Linked DNA regions of Gossypium hirsutum: region 2 is linked to region 1. The links are chromatin contacts, called in public Hi-C maps. All regions are on one chromosome and are shown on one strand. Each heading gives the region's core, a stretch centred on a gene start, on an enhancer-like site or on the middle of the called end of the contact. The rest is flanking DNA. Distances are from core to core; before and after follow the strand shown.

Region 1 (6,607 bases), core at 3,249-5,748:
TGGATAAATAAAACAATGTGTGGGGGTGGGGAAAAAGTTAACGCCCAAAATATCCTTCAAATCAGAACCTCTCAGCAGACTAGGGATAAGGGAAGGGAAGAACCCTTGGCATTAAAACTTTATCCACCCATCAATCTCAGTAGGAGACATGCATATATCACCTAAGATCTGCAAAGGACCACCTGTCCTTTGGAAAGGTTTATTTTGCACGTGCGAAAGTGTGTCAATCAATTTTGAACTCAAATCGTTCTTCTAATATGGACAGAGGAAGCTGCACATTTTCTCTTTTCATGTTCACAAGCCCGAGTTTGAACCCCCTAGGATAAATTATAAAGGCATTTTGTCCTCTTGCATACGTGTAGGGATCATATTCATAGGTGCCCTTGCCTAGTGGGTGTCCTATTTACTCTCACCTGTCAACACAATCACCATTATCTCCAAGGATTCTGCTTTGCGTTCATGCCTCAAAAGTAAATTAAAAAAAGAAGAAGCAAGTTTCATGTCTCACTGCTTTTTAGACATTCCTTGCTGCTTCAACTATTTCCTTGAGGTTTTCTCAATTACCTTCTGCTTTCCTGTTCAATAAGTTTATTTACAATTATTTTGTTAGCTTCATGCCCTCCCGTATAATTTCCTTATCCTATAAAAGTCTAATACTGCCCCTACTCCCTCCATTCTTCAGGCTTCTACGATTTAGTCCCGAATTTAAACCCTCCATTTGTTTGGTTTAAAAAATAAAATTGGAGGCAATACAGACCTACTAATTAAGTTTTGTTTTTACAAAAGGAGCCTAAAACCAAAAAAAAAAAAGAAAAAAAGAAAAAAAAAGAAATGTTACTTTTGTAAGTTTAAAGATCAAAATCAAATGACATTTTTTTAATCTTATCTTGTGAAGAATGATTTAGCAGCGGCTTTAGGAATTTATTAATCAAGCTACAGAAAAAGATTCAATTGGAGGTTCCAAATTCCAAATATGATGAAAGAAAGAGACCCTGGCTGGGAGATATAAGACATTTATCTCACACCACATATCCTTAGCCCTCTCTTCTCACATATCCCTTTCCAGTTTACTTGTATAATTCTATATACCCCCCACCTCATTTTCTACTTTTATTGTAGCTTAAGGTAAATACTTATATGATTGTGTCAAATATTAAAACTATATATGAATTATGGTTTATGGTTTAACGTGTAATTGTATACATGAGCTTTAATTTTGTATAATTTTATACATAATATTTTGATTTGATCAAATTCTTGTAAATTATTAACACAATTCTTGATATAATATTATTTTATGTTTATATATTGCATACATAAATAATTATATTTATCTAATATAAAAATAAATTTATGTATTTATTTCTTTAAATGTGTATGATTAAATTAAAATTAAAGTTTCAATTATATATTTGAACCACAATTAGAGTTTCACGTGTATAATTGTACCAAACTAAAATTCATCTATACAATTGCAAATTAAATCAAAGTATGTATAATTTTGATATTTATCCTAAACCCTATCACGATAAGTGGTAAAAGTATTGTGAAGGCCCTTGTACTAGGAATCAAATTGCGTTTTGCTCTCTCTACTAAAAAATAGGCAAATTATTCTCTATACATTATATCAAAAAGCAAATTGGTACTTTCTGTTAAAAATTTAATTCGTTTATACTGTTAAAAACTAACGTGATTGACAGAATAACCAAACAATGACACACGACATGCAGGGGCGTAGCCAGGGGGCTGGCATGGACCCGGCCCCCCTAAAATGGAAAATTTTATTTTAGGCCCTTGAAATTTTTTAAAAATTTTAAATTAGTAAAGGTAAAATTACACTTTGGCCCCCCTAAATTTATAAAAATTCAATTTAATCCTTTACAAGTTATAAAATATAAACTATAAAAAATTAAAATTTCATCCGGCCCCCCTAAAAAAATTTTCTGGCTTCGCCTCTGATAACATGTCATATATACCTCATAATGACGTACATGGACCAAATTTTAACAGTAGAAATGGATAAAATTTTTAACAAAATGACTAAATTGTTCTTTGATCTATTATAGAATGATTAATTTACCCAGTTTTTGAGTAGAAAGGACAAAATGCAATTCAACTCCTACTACAGGGGATACTTTTACCAAAGATACGTTGATATTCTTAATGACACCTAAATAAACATTTAAACTCTTAATGATGTTTAACTAGTATATTGAGTAACCTAAATCAATACTTCATTTAAAACAAAGAGTTTGTCAAAATTTGAGTGCATAACAATCTAACAAATTAGCTCTAATTGCCAGAAAAAAGAGACCAAATTGAAGTAAACTGTTTGTGGAATTGTATTAGTATAAGCTAACAATTTGTAGTCAAAGTATAACATATTTGAATAAAAGCAGTAACTAATTTAATTAGGCATCTCTTCCCTATTAGTTAGGAAAGCAAATTTGAATTCTGTGCTTGCGTTGCGCAACAATACTATCAAAAGATATTTTTGTAGGCCATAAAAGCAAAGTTGGTGGTACTGTTTCGGGCTGACTGTGTCCCATTCTTTACCAACAACAAAGCAAAGCAAGAGTTCCACTTATGGAAGATGGCCTATGCCTTCAATTTATAACCAACGTTACTGTTTTAACATGGATTTCGCCACGTCAAAGTGGGAACAAAATTGGTGGGTTGGGGGGGGCAGGTGTACTTAGGGAGGCTGATCAAAAACTAACTCACCCGGACAGCCGGTGACTGCATTGCCTAGGTAGAACCATCAGAAGTCGTGATAGAACCGTCGTTAGCCGGTAATTGCGGAGGCTTGCCTCTTTGACTTACATACCGTACGTCTCCACTGTCCACATCTCTTGGTTTTTTAAAACCTTCTTATGATACTAAAATAAAAAACTTTTTTTTACTTTTTTGAAAGGGCAAAAGCAAAAGCAAGATGACAAAAATATTTTCGGCAACCCAAAAAAAAAAAAGAAAAAGGTTAATTTCCGGCGGAGACCGTTGATTGCTGTTGGGAATTAAGCGCTCTCTTTTTGACCTTTTAAATAAAATAGCCAAATGAAAATGGACATCTTGCACAGTTGATTTTACAAAGGATGCCATTGTTATTTTCTTGTCATATTGCCTACCTGATGCCGTCGGTGGACTCCTAATTTGAGAAAGAGAAAATAAAAATGGGGTTGTCGGGTTTGGAGAATCCTACTTACCATTATCAACAATTCCGGTTGATGCTGAGAAGTTTCCTCAATAATTAAAGCAATTATTCAAATTCCCTCTAATATTTAGATTTTAATTCTACATCCAATCGTCATAAAAACCTCAACCCCCCTTTTCTTTAGCTGGACAAAATAATGGCTTTTAGTTGAGAATTTAGGGTTACATTCAACTCCCTTCATCAATAATATATAACATTTACATTTATCCATTAATAATGCATCTTTTTCTTTATGATTTTCACATCAGTTCATTCTCCAAAGATATGTAGATTTATGTGTGGTCAATAAATTATACCTTAAAATTTATTGTTTATGATAATAATTATAATTTTTTTAAAATTTATATATATTATATATTATATAATTTTTTACATTTTTAATCAATATAATATATATAATATTAAAAAAATAAAAGAAACATGTGGTATATTCTAATAACACCTCATGATAAATTAATATCTGGTCAATTACCATCAATAATAAGTCAATGCCTACCATGGTCAATTAACATCGATCAATGGTCGATCATTATGACATTTTTTTCGTTGGGCAAAGTGACCTAACAAATATTTTTATCCAACATTACAAAATAGATAAAATAAAATAAAAATAAATTTAAGTATAGAATTGAGAAAATAAATATATTTTAAGAGATTTAAGTTAATATTTAAAATAATCATATTTAATACAATTCAAAAAGAAAAAAGAAAAGAAAATGTTTAAAATAATTAGGGTTAGATATGTACTATAATGGGCCTAATCAAGCAGTGTGGCAGCATCTGTAAAAGATGATCCAGGGTTTGCAATTTTCCCATACCTAATACGACAGGAGACGCAAACGGACAGGTCGCAGACTGCAGAAGCCAGATGATTAATTTAAAATAAAATAAAAATAAAAATAAAAATAAAAATAATTTGCATTAATTATGGGTGAACAAATTTCAAAACTTAAACCAAGTAGCCAAGTTTTGCAAAATCCAATTATGTCCACCATTTGTAACCCACAACAGGGTACCCTCTCACATGCTGTGCCCAACAGAGATTTAATGGAGCCGTAATAAACTTCATGCCTTAATTTCAGGGGCATTATTCCCAAGTGACAAACAATGTAAGTTTATTGGAGTGGAGAAGGCATAAAAAGAAATTTTATAGAAGAGTAAAAATCAGAAATTAATTTTTAATCATGTTTAGCAGCAGTTTCCCTGCCAAAAAGAACCATTAAATCCGCACCGACTCTACCCAGTAAAAGACTAAAAGCGCCAGGGACACCCACATGACTTTGTTCTTTCTCTTTCCCTCTCCTCCAATTATTATTAAAACTACTTTCAATTCACAATTTTTAATCTCCCTTGCTCTTCCTTCCCTCCACTCCACAATATATAGAGGCTTCAGCTCCTCTTCCAATTCCCAATCCCACTGCTCTTTCTCTCTTCACTTTCATTTCTATCGCCTCTTTTAACTCATTACATTTTTTTACCTTTTTCTCTTACTAGACTGCATTTTTTGTGTTCGATTCCAAATGGGTTTCTCTTTTTAGTTTTATAAACTTGAAGGAAACCCCACTCTGCTGCAGAAAGAGATCTGTTTTTGTTTGAACTTGAAACTTGAATTGTGTCTTTTGATAAGTTTGAATGTACATGGAGAAGTTGATGAGGCTGATTGAAATGACTCCTTTACTTCTGCTGCTTTTTCTTCCTTTTGTTTTTGCTGGACATGACTATAACCAAGCTCTGAGCAAGAGCATTCTGTTCTTTGAAGCTCAGAGATCTGGTTACCTTCCTCATAACCAGAGAGTTACGTGGAGAGCCAATTCCGGCTTGAATGACGGCAAGGCCAGTGGGGTAAGTTAAAGTTCCACTCTCAACTTGAACTTGTTTTCTCGGTCAAAACGTCACTTTTGTTCTTTGACATGCTTCATTTAGAATCGAAAATTATGGTATTGATGGTTGAAGTTGTTTTCACAAATTCTCAAGGTGGATCTGGTTGGAGGGTACTACGATGCAGGGGACAATGTGAAGTTCGGACTGCCCATGGCATTCACCATAACAATGATGTCCTGGAGTATTATAGAGTACGGGAAACAAATGGGTGCAAATGGAGAGCTCGGCCATGCGATGGAAGCAATCAAGTGGGGCACTGACTACCTCATTAAAGCTCATCCCGAACCTTATGTCCTTTATGGAGAGGTACTCTTCCCGACCTTCTTCCCTCCTCGTGTTTCTTGCCATTCTTAACACTCCATTATTTTGTCACTAATATGTCCAAATCCCTTTTTCAAATCTCAAACTTGATAGCAACACTTGGCTACTAATAAAATATTAGTTTGAATTTAATACTTCTAAAACTCAAAAGGACTCAATTAAAAATAATTAATTTTGGTGAGATCCATTTTAGGTGGGCGACGGTAACAGTGACCACTACTGTTGGCAAAGACCAGAGGACATGACCACCGACCGTCATGCTTACAAGATAGACCCAAGCAATCCGGGGTCGGATCTGGCAGGTGAAACTGCCGCCGCCATGGCTGCCGCCTCAATCGTCTTCCGCCGTTCCAACCCTGCATATTCCACCGAGCTTCTTCGCCATGCCTACCAGGTATACGTTTACGCAGTCTGTGTCTTCTCGCGTTGCTGGGACCATTGTACCTGCCGGTGCATGTTAGCTTACACTCTCAACCTTTTTTATCATAAGGTGATAGGAAAAAACGGTTGTTATTACGCAATCTTTTGTCGGCCTCAATTTCGCAACTTGGCGTGCCCAACCCTAGTTTTCATTTAATAAAAACAACCACCTCTGTTTACTTCTTTCTTCTAAAAAAATACTACCACTGTTTTGAGCCAGGAAAAATAAAAACCATTTAACCGTTGTAGTAGCTACTTTTTGGGTGAAACGGTGTCGTTCGCCAGATTCTTGTTAATGGTTTAAAATTGATCATGGGTAGAAGAGGTGGGTATAGTTAAATTCTATATCGCCCCATACTTGGCATGTTTGTTCCATCACCTGCCTCTTATAATTTTAAAAATCATTATCATTTTTATAAATTTGGCTTCAATTAAATTTTTAAATTTTTTATTTTTTTAAAATCAAGTAAATATTTATTATTTTCTATGTTAAGCTTTTAAAAATTTATAAAAAATAAGATGATAATTTTTTATAATGGAACGGATTGACCCCAGTGGATTGATGTCCTAATTTTATGACTCCTGGTGATGAGAACGCTTGACTTTGCTTTTGCCCCATCCATCACGGGTAATTAATCTTTTATGACCGTACAGATCTCTCGTACAAGCAGATCTTAACCGTTCATTTGTACCCCAAAATGGTCGCAATGAGTCATTTCGTTTCTCACGTGCCAACACTGTCGGTGCTCCTCCTGTTTAACTTACATCCCCAAA
Region 2 (6,644 bases), core at 21-2,520, 520 kb after region 1:
GCTCAAATATAATATGAAACATATTTAAAAATACACTGTTAGGAATCGACCGGATTAAACAATGAACAAGAAAAATAACAGAAAAAATTGAGAAATTAAACAAACAAATTTAACGTGAAAAAACTCCTCCAAAGAGGATAAAAAACCACGGGCAAAGATAATTTTACTATAATGGAAAAAAAACGAAGAGTACAAAAGATGGAGATAAAAACTAAATCCCGAAAACAAAGAACTCTCAAAATGTAAATACAAAATTCTCTAAATGTGTTATGAGTTCTAATCTCTAATAGGTGTATTTTTCTAAAGTTGTAAAAGAGCCTATTTATAGGCTAAATTCATAGGTCAAATAATAATAAAATAATCTAAATTAATCAGTGTTTGATTGAAATAAGTAAACAGAGTTTAACTGAAAGATTATTTCTCAAATTTGATTGAAAATAGGAGTCATATTTAACATACACTAATCAAATTTTATTTTTATAAAATATTAAGAAATTTCCATAATTCATCTCCAGCCCTTAAATAAAAAGATAAAACTTTCTTGGGCACACTTGCAAAAATATTAATATTATGATTTTTTAATTCATATAATAATTATATTAAGAAAGTCATTAAATTGTATATTATTTTATTAAATTATATTTAATAATAATAATAATGTTAAAATATGATTAAATTATTTATTATTATTTTTAATAAAAATATATTTAACAATAATTTTATTAAAATTTAATAACAATAACAATAATTATCTACCTTCAAAAAATTTAATAAAGGTATTTTGATCATTTAAGCCTTTTCCTTATATTATTACAACATCTATTCCATTCAAACAAAAAAATGCTATTAAAGTTCTATTCCATTCTATTTAACCAAATAATTGAATTATTGATTACAGCTCTATTCCATTACAACTTTATTCCACTACAACTTTATTCAATTACAGCGAACCAAATGTACCTTAAGACTCAATCGGCACGAATAAAATTTTAAATATGCATATATCTTCTGTATGAACAACTTATATATACATATAAAAATAATACTTTTAAATTTTAGTGATAGCGAATGTTATTTTAACATATTAAATCTAAGCTATCTATCCACTAAATACACGTGTATCTAAAATTTAATTGGTTTATTTTAAATATACTTTACACCAACTAAAGACCAGCATGACTAAAACCATTATTGATATGATATAGATAAATGGAGGAGTGATTAAAAGTTATGAAGTTAGAATACTAACTTAAAATAAAGACGATAGTTTGAGAGTTGTTTTGGAATTAAGCCATAAAATAATGAAAAGAAAAGAAAGCGCAAATTCCCCGGGAAAATCACGAAACAAGGGGATCCGCCTCTGCCAGTCAGCCTTAAGATATAGGAATGAAAACAGGGGAGACACACATAGTCGCACCCCCTACCGATCTCCCTCATAGAAAATGTCAATTCCTCGCTTCATGCCAATTGGCTCTCCTTTGCTTTTTCTAGATTTTACAGTTATCCCATGCTTTCACTAATCTCTGTCTCTCTGTTTTTCATCCGGGTCCTCATTACCAGGCCAAAAGAAGAAGAAGAAGAATAGCTGCAATGGAACCATTTTACTTGGTGGTATTCGGGTCTCTGGCCTCCCTGGTTGCAGTACTGGAGCTGAGCAAAACAAGCAAAGATCGTTTTAGTACCTCCACTGCTTTCAATTCTTTCAAAAACAACTATCTTGTTGTATTCTCTCTGATGATGGGTATTCTATCTTTGTGCTAGTTTACATGAAATTTGATTTTCTTATCTGGGTTTCATCTAGAATTTCCTTATATTTTTATGTTTTGTTTAAGGAAATCCATGCTTTATGCCTAGTTTCTCCTGTTTTGGTTTTTCTAATCTTGGTGTTTATTGTACTCAAATTCAGATAATTAAGGATTTGCATTTCATTTGATGAATCTTCATTTGAATTGGCAATCATCTGTTTGCTTATCGTTCCGAAACTGATTATGTTGATCATAAAATTAAAAAAAAAAAAACAGCTGGGGATTGGTTGCAGGGGCCATATGTTTACTACCTTTACAATCATTACGGATTTGGGAAGGGGGAGATTGGTCACCTTTTCATTGCTGGTTTTGGATCTTCCATGTTGTTTGGTACAGTGGTTGGATCTTTAGCCGACAAAAGGTAAGATGTTGGGTTGTTTTAGACTCCTCACCCAACTTTCTATCCTTACTGGATTCCCTGCATTCTGAACTCAGGGGTCGAAAGAGGGCTTGTGTCACTTACTGCATAACTTACATACTGAGCTGCATTACCAAACATTCTCCTCAGTACAAGGTTTTAATGCTAGGACGAGTCTTGGGTGGCATTGCAACTTCCCTTCTTTTCTCAGCCTTCGAATCTTGGCTTGTTGCTGAACACAACAAGGTGTGTCATTGCTACCTTCGTTGGTTCAACCTGCAATTTGATGGAACTGTTTTAAGCTTCGGGTTTTATAGTTTCTGTACTTGTGTTTGTTTTGGTGATTGCCTTGATTCTGAATCTGATTACAATTTTGGATTTGACAGCGAGGTTTTGATCAACAGTGGCTTTCTATAACATTCGCAAAGGCAATATTTCTTGGAAATGGATTGATGGCAATTTTATCTGGGTTGTTTGGTAATGTACTAGTGGATAGTTTGAAATTAGGTCCTGTTGCTCCATTTGATGCTGCATCTTGCTTCCTTTCAATTGGCATGATAATTATACTGTCCACATGGACTGAAAATTATGGTGACCCTTCGGAAAATAAGGATTTGCTTACTCAATTCAAGGGTGCCGCTGCTGCCATTGCTGCTGGTAATTCTAACCATCACTTACGATGAATGCCTAGGCTACCAACAATGAACTTTTTTGTTGGGTATTTTTTTCTGTTTTAGTCTGTATGATATGCTGGGAAATATACTAAAGCAAGATCCATGTTTCTATCAGATGAGAAAATTACATTGTTGGGTGCTATACAATCGCTGTTTGAAGGTTCAATGTACACCTTTGTGTTCCTATGGACACCTGCTTTGAGCCCAAATGACGAGGACATTCCGCACGGTTTCATATTTGCGACATTCATGTTATCTTCAATGCTTGGAAGTTCCATTGCCTCACGATTGCTGGCTCACCCTACTCCAAGAGTTGAGAGCTATATGCAGACTGTATTCATGCTCTCCTCAATAGCCCTACTACTTCCTGTTGTCACAAATGTACGTATTTTTGCACATATTTCCTCCATTCTCCCAAAAGCTCCCCTGAAAACTAACTCTTTTAAGTCTCAACAGTTGTTGGTAGCACCATCAAACGTGAAAGGTGGGAGCATCTCATTTTCTGGGTGTATCCAGCTCATTGGTTTCTGCATATTTGAAGCTTGCGTTGGGATATTCTGGCCATCTATCATGAAGATGAGGTCTCAATACATTCCTGAGGAAGCAAGAAGCACTATCATGAACTTCTTTCGCATTCCTCTCAACATCTTTGTCTGCATTGCATTATACAATGTTAGTCTACCATTTAACCTTTTTTTTCTTGTTTCGATAATGCCACCGCAACAAGTAAAAAATCTTTTTGTAAATGGTTGAATAGAACTTTCTATAGTTTTAAGTTTAACCAGTTGACATGCTGTGAGCTGAATGTTATTAAGTTACCTGTCAGTCACCAAGGTTCATATGGTTTTTAATTTTGTTGCAAATGCAATATTGTTTCTTTGAAAGGTAAAAGCGCTTCCCATGACCGTCATGTTTGGCATGTGCTCGGCTTTCCTTTTCGTGGCATCTTTATTGCAGAGGCGTCTTATGGTGATTGCGGAGATACACAAGTCGAGTAAGTTGTGCACTTGGCTTTTTCATTCTTCTATACGCTTCACCTTGGAGCTTCATAGTGTCTAAAAAGCAACTTTCTTTTGTAATAAATCTTACTGCAGGATCACAAGATTGGCTAAATATGGAAGAGATGGATCCAGAGGGAGTTCCACTAAATGGTTAATTGATTTCAGAGGGAATAAACTTCTGACACTAAACTGTTTTAGTGCTTGCAGCAAGAGCCATTCTCTTGTAAAAACAATGACAGAAATATAGCTTTTAGGTCTTTTTTTGATTCAGGAAATATAGTTCAGAGCTCCTTGATATTGTCTTTTTGAGCTTTCATAATTTTTTTACCTTATGTTGTTCTGGAAACAACTTGCAACTAAAATGGCTATGAAAATTGAAAATCCAAATTGTAAGAATAAGACAATTTATAATTACAAGTTGCATCTCGTTCCATTTTACACCAAGCATGCAATACTATGCTTAAATCTTAGCTTGAAATTCATGTACAAAAGCACTTGACAGTTTAAATGGAATTCCTGCTCGAAAGCAATATATAAACAGATGTGTTGGTATGCAATTTCCTACTTAACCAAGGTATACTTGTTCAAGATTCACAGAGCAACTAATTTTAGGAATACTATAACTAGGTGAAGAGTGGGCAGCCTTCCACCTTAATACCTTGGGCTGTTGGACAACTAGCCAGTGGGCATCCATCCAGATCATTTCCCCACCAATCTAAACTAATATTTTCTAATCCCAAGCACAAATATAGCAGCACACCCATAAAAGCAAGCCCAGCATCGAGTGCCCCTGAAAGAACGTAATTGTATCGTTGCCATAAATCCGGTCGATACCTATACACCACGAAGCCAGACAGGAAGCCAACAATGATCCATGTAGTATAGTTGACTGCAGTAGCTGGTGGCATCATGCCTGTCGCACCTATCAGGACTGGCATGTTGATGAGCCTGATCCATTCTTGACTAGGGAAGGCCTAGGAGGCCAACCAGACAAGTAGGGGAGCCACTGCTCCTGCAAGGAAGAACCAATTGACTGCCTCGTAAGTTCCCAAGTCCCCGAAAATTCTGCGGGGTGCTATTAAACCCCAGATGACAGAAGCATCATAAAACACGGTATCACTTGGACATGTCCACACGCTGTTGGAGGCCGTTGTGTCGCAAATATCAGGGATGTTCTCCATCAGCCACCAGGCAGTTCCCAGGTACACAAAGCAAGCAATGAGGGTTCCCACGATCTAAGACAAATGAGGAAGCAACTGTCAAATTAGTGGGAAATAAACATTCAGCAGAAGTAAAAGAAAAAACTACTTTTACTGAGACCTGTGCCATGAACATTGTTCTAGGCGGAATTTTCATATAGTGACCAAGCTTGAAGTCTTGCAGGAAGGTAATGGCCTGTGTCATGCTTATATATCCGTACACCTTGAAGCACATATTAGCTACAGGATATCCTGGATATATATAACCGATTATATATTCGGTGATGATGTTCAAACCTGGTGTCTGCAACATAAATCTATCAGAGATGTAAAGTTGCATATGAATTATTTTTAAGATGTTCAGACAACTTAATAAATTGTAACTCTGGCAGAATATGATGGATTACCTGGTTTGTAATGGCTGTAATGATGCCTATTGGAAGTGTGAATACAATGGCAATGCCACATGCTAATAGAACCCCCCACCATGGAAGCTGAAGTTGATCATTATAGTACTGACAGGCAAATACGGTGGCTGCAATATTAACCAAAAGGATGCACACAAACCACCATTCAGGGACTTGCTTATACTTCCTCATGAGTCTGGTGTGTATGTCCATTTTTTTCTCCTGGAAACTAGCTTTGCTTTGCTCCCATATTTCTCTGCAAAACTGTAATCTTCAACATTCCATTCAAGACAAACTCAAGCCTAACTGACCTTTGGTTATTAAAATATGATTTACCTTCCATGGAAGAGCCCAACATGAACAATTGTGGCAGTTAGTGCAGCGAAACCAACACCATAAGTCATTGCAAAAAATGTGCTAAGGTATAGAGGTCCTTCTTTCTCATAAGCGGCAACATCAAGGTGAAAATTGGAATCAATGATAGCAGTGATATTGTATTCTTGGCCTGTGGAGGTGAAGAGAGTATCGGAGAAAATGGGGAAGGTTTTGGCGGAGTAGACATTAAGCCAGTAGCAGATGGGAGTCAAAACATACATGACGAAGATATATCCCGCAGCAACATTTGCGGTGGCAAACCATGGGCTTGCAAGTGGGCTACCAAGATAAGAGGAGATGGTAGACCAGTCCAAACCAATAGCACCGATTCCTAACCCGTAAAGGCCGGAACCGAGTTGTTGGGCTAGCACAGATTTTGGGGAATATCCAGCATATCCATGAGAGGGAAGTTAGCATTTGGAAAAGGTAGCCAGGGAAGACATAGTAAGCAAAACTGCAAATGAAGGCAATTAGGAAGAATTGGGTTCTGGTCACCCCACCCTTGGCCCTCTCTTCCTTCTCGTGGAGAGCCCTGTCATGATCCCATGTTTGAACAACTGTTATAAATAATGGGTCAAAATATTTTAAGAACCTAAGTTTAGCGCCCTAAGCCCTAGTAAGCAGACGATAATGTTCTTTTAGTTATTTTTAGGTTTGACATTTTTTTAATTTGATATTTAAGTATTTTTTTATTTGATATATACTTTTTCTTGATATCTAATTTTTTTGATTAATTTTGATATTTTTTTAATTTAATAATTAAATTTTTTTTCTTAATTTAATATCTAAATTTGTCAAATATTTCTCTAATATATTAATAATGTT

The links. A called contact is a pair of places that touch in the nucleus more often than the background predicts.
Region 2: a contact with region 1 is called in a Hi-C map of leaf, with 4 times the contacts expected there. The contact joins the promoter of LOC107945748 here to the promoter of LOC107945842 in region 1. A contact is called at or near these places in 15 of 34 Hi-C or Micro-C datasets (anther, callus, hypocotyl and 3 more).

The regions. Positions count from the first base shown.
Region 1 is chrA08:77,210,394-77,217,000 of Gossypium_hirsutum_v2.1, forward strand. LOC107945842 (endoglucanase 6) reads left to right here and starts at 4,499. Exons shown (of 9, transcript XM_041074680.1): 1 at 4,499-5,053; 2 at 5,186-5,398; 3 at 5,607-5,807. The coding sequence starts at 4,844.
Region 2 is chrA08:77,737,018-77,743,661 of Gossypium_hirsutum_v2.1, forward strand. It overlaps LOC107945748 (molybdate-anion transporter), which reads left to right and starts at 1,271. Exons shown (of 9, transcript XM_016879867.2): 1 at 1,271-1,444; 2 at 1,561-1,741; 3 at 2,022-2,166; 4 at 2,241-2,409; 5 at 2,550-2,820; 6 at 2,953-3,218; 7 at 3,294-3,509; 8 at 3,723-3,831; 9 at 3,932-4,252. The coding sequence starts at 1,591. The coding sequence ends at 3,993. It also overlaps the pseudogene LOC107945742.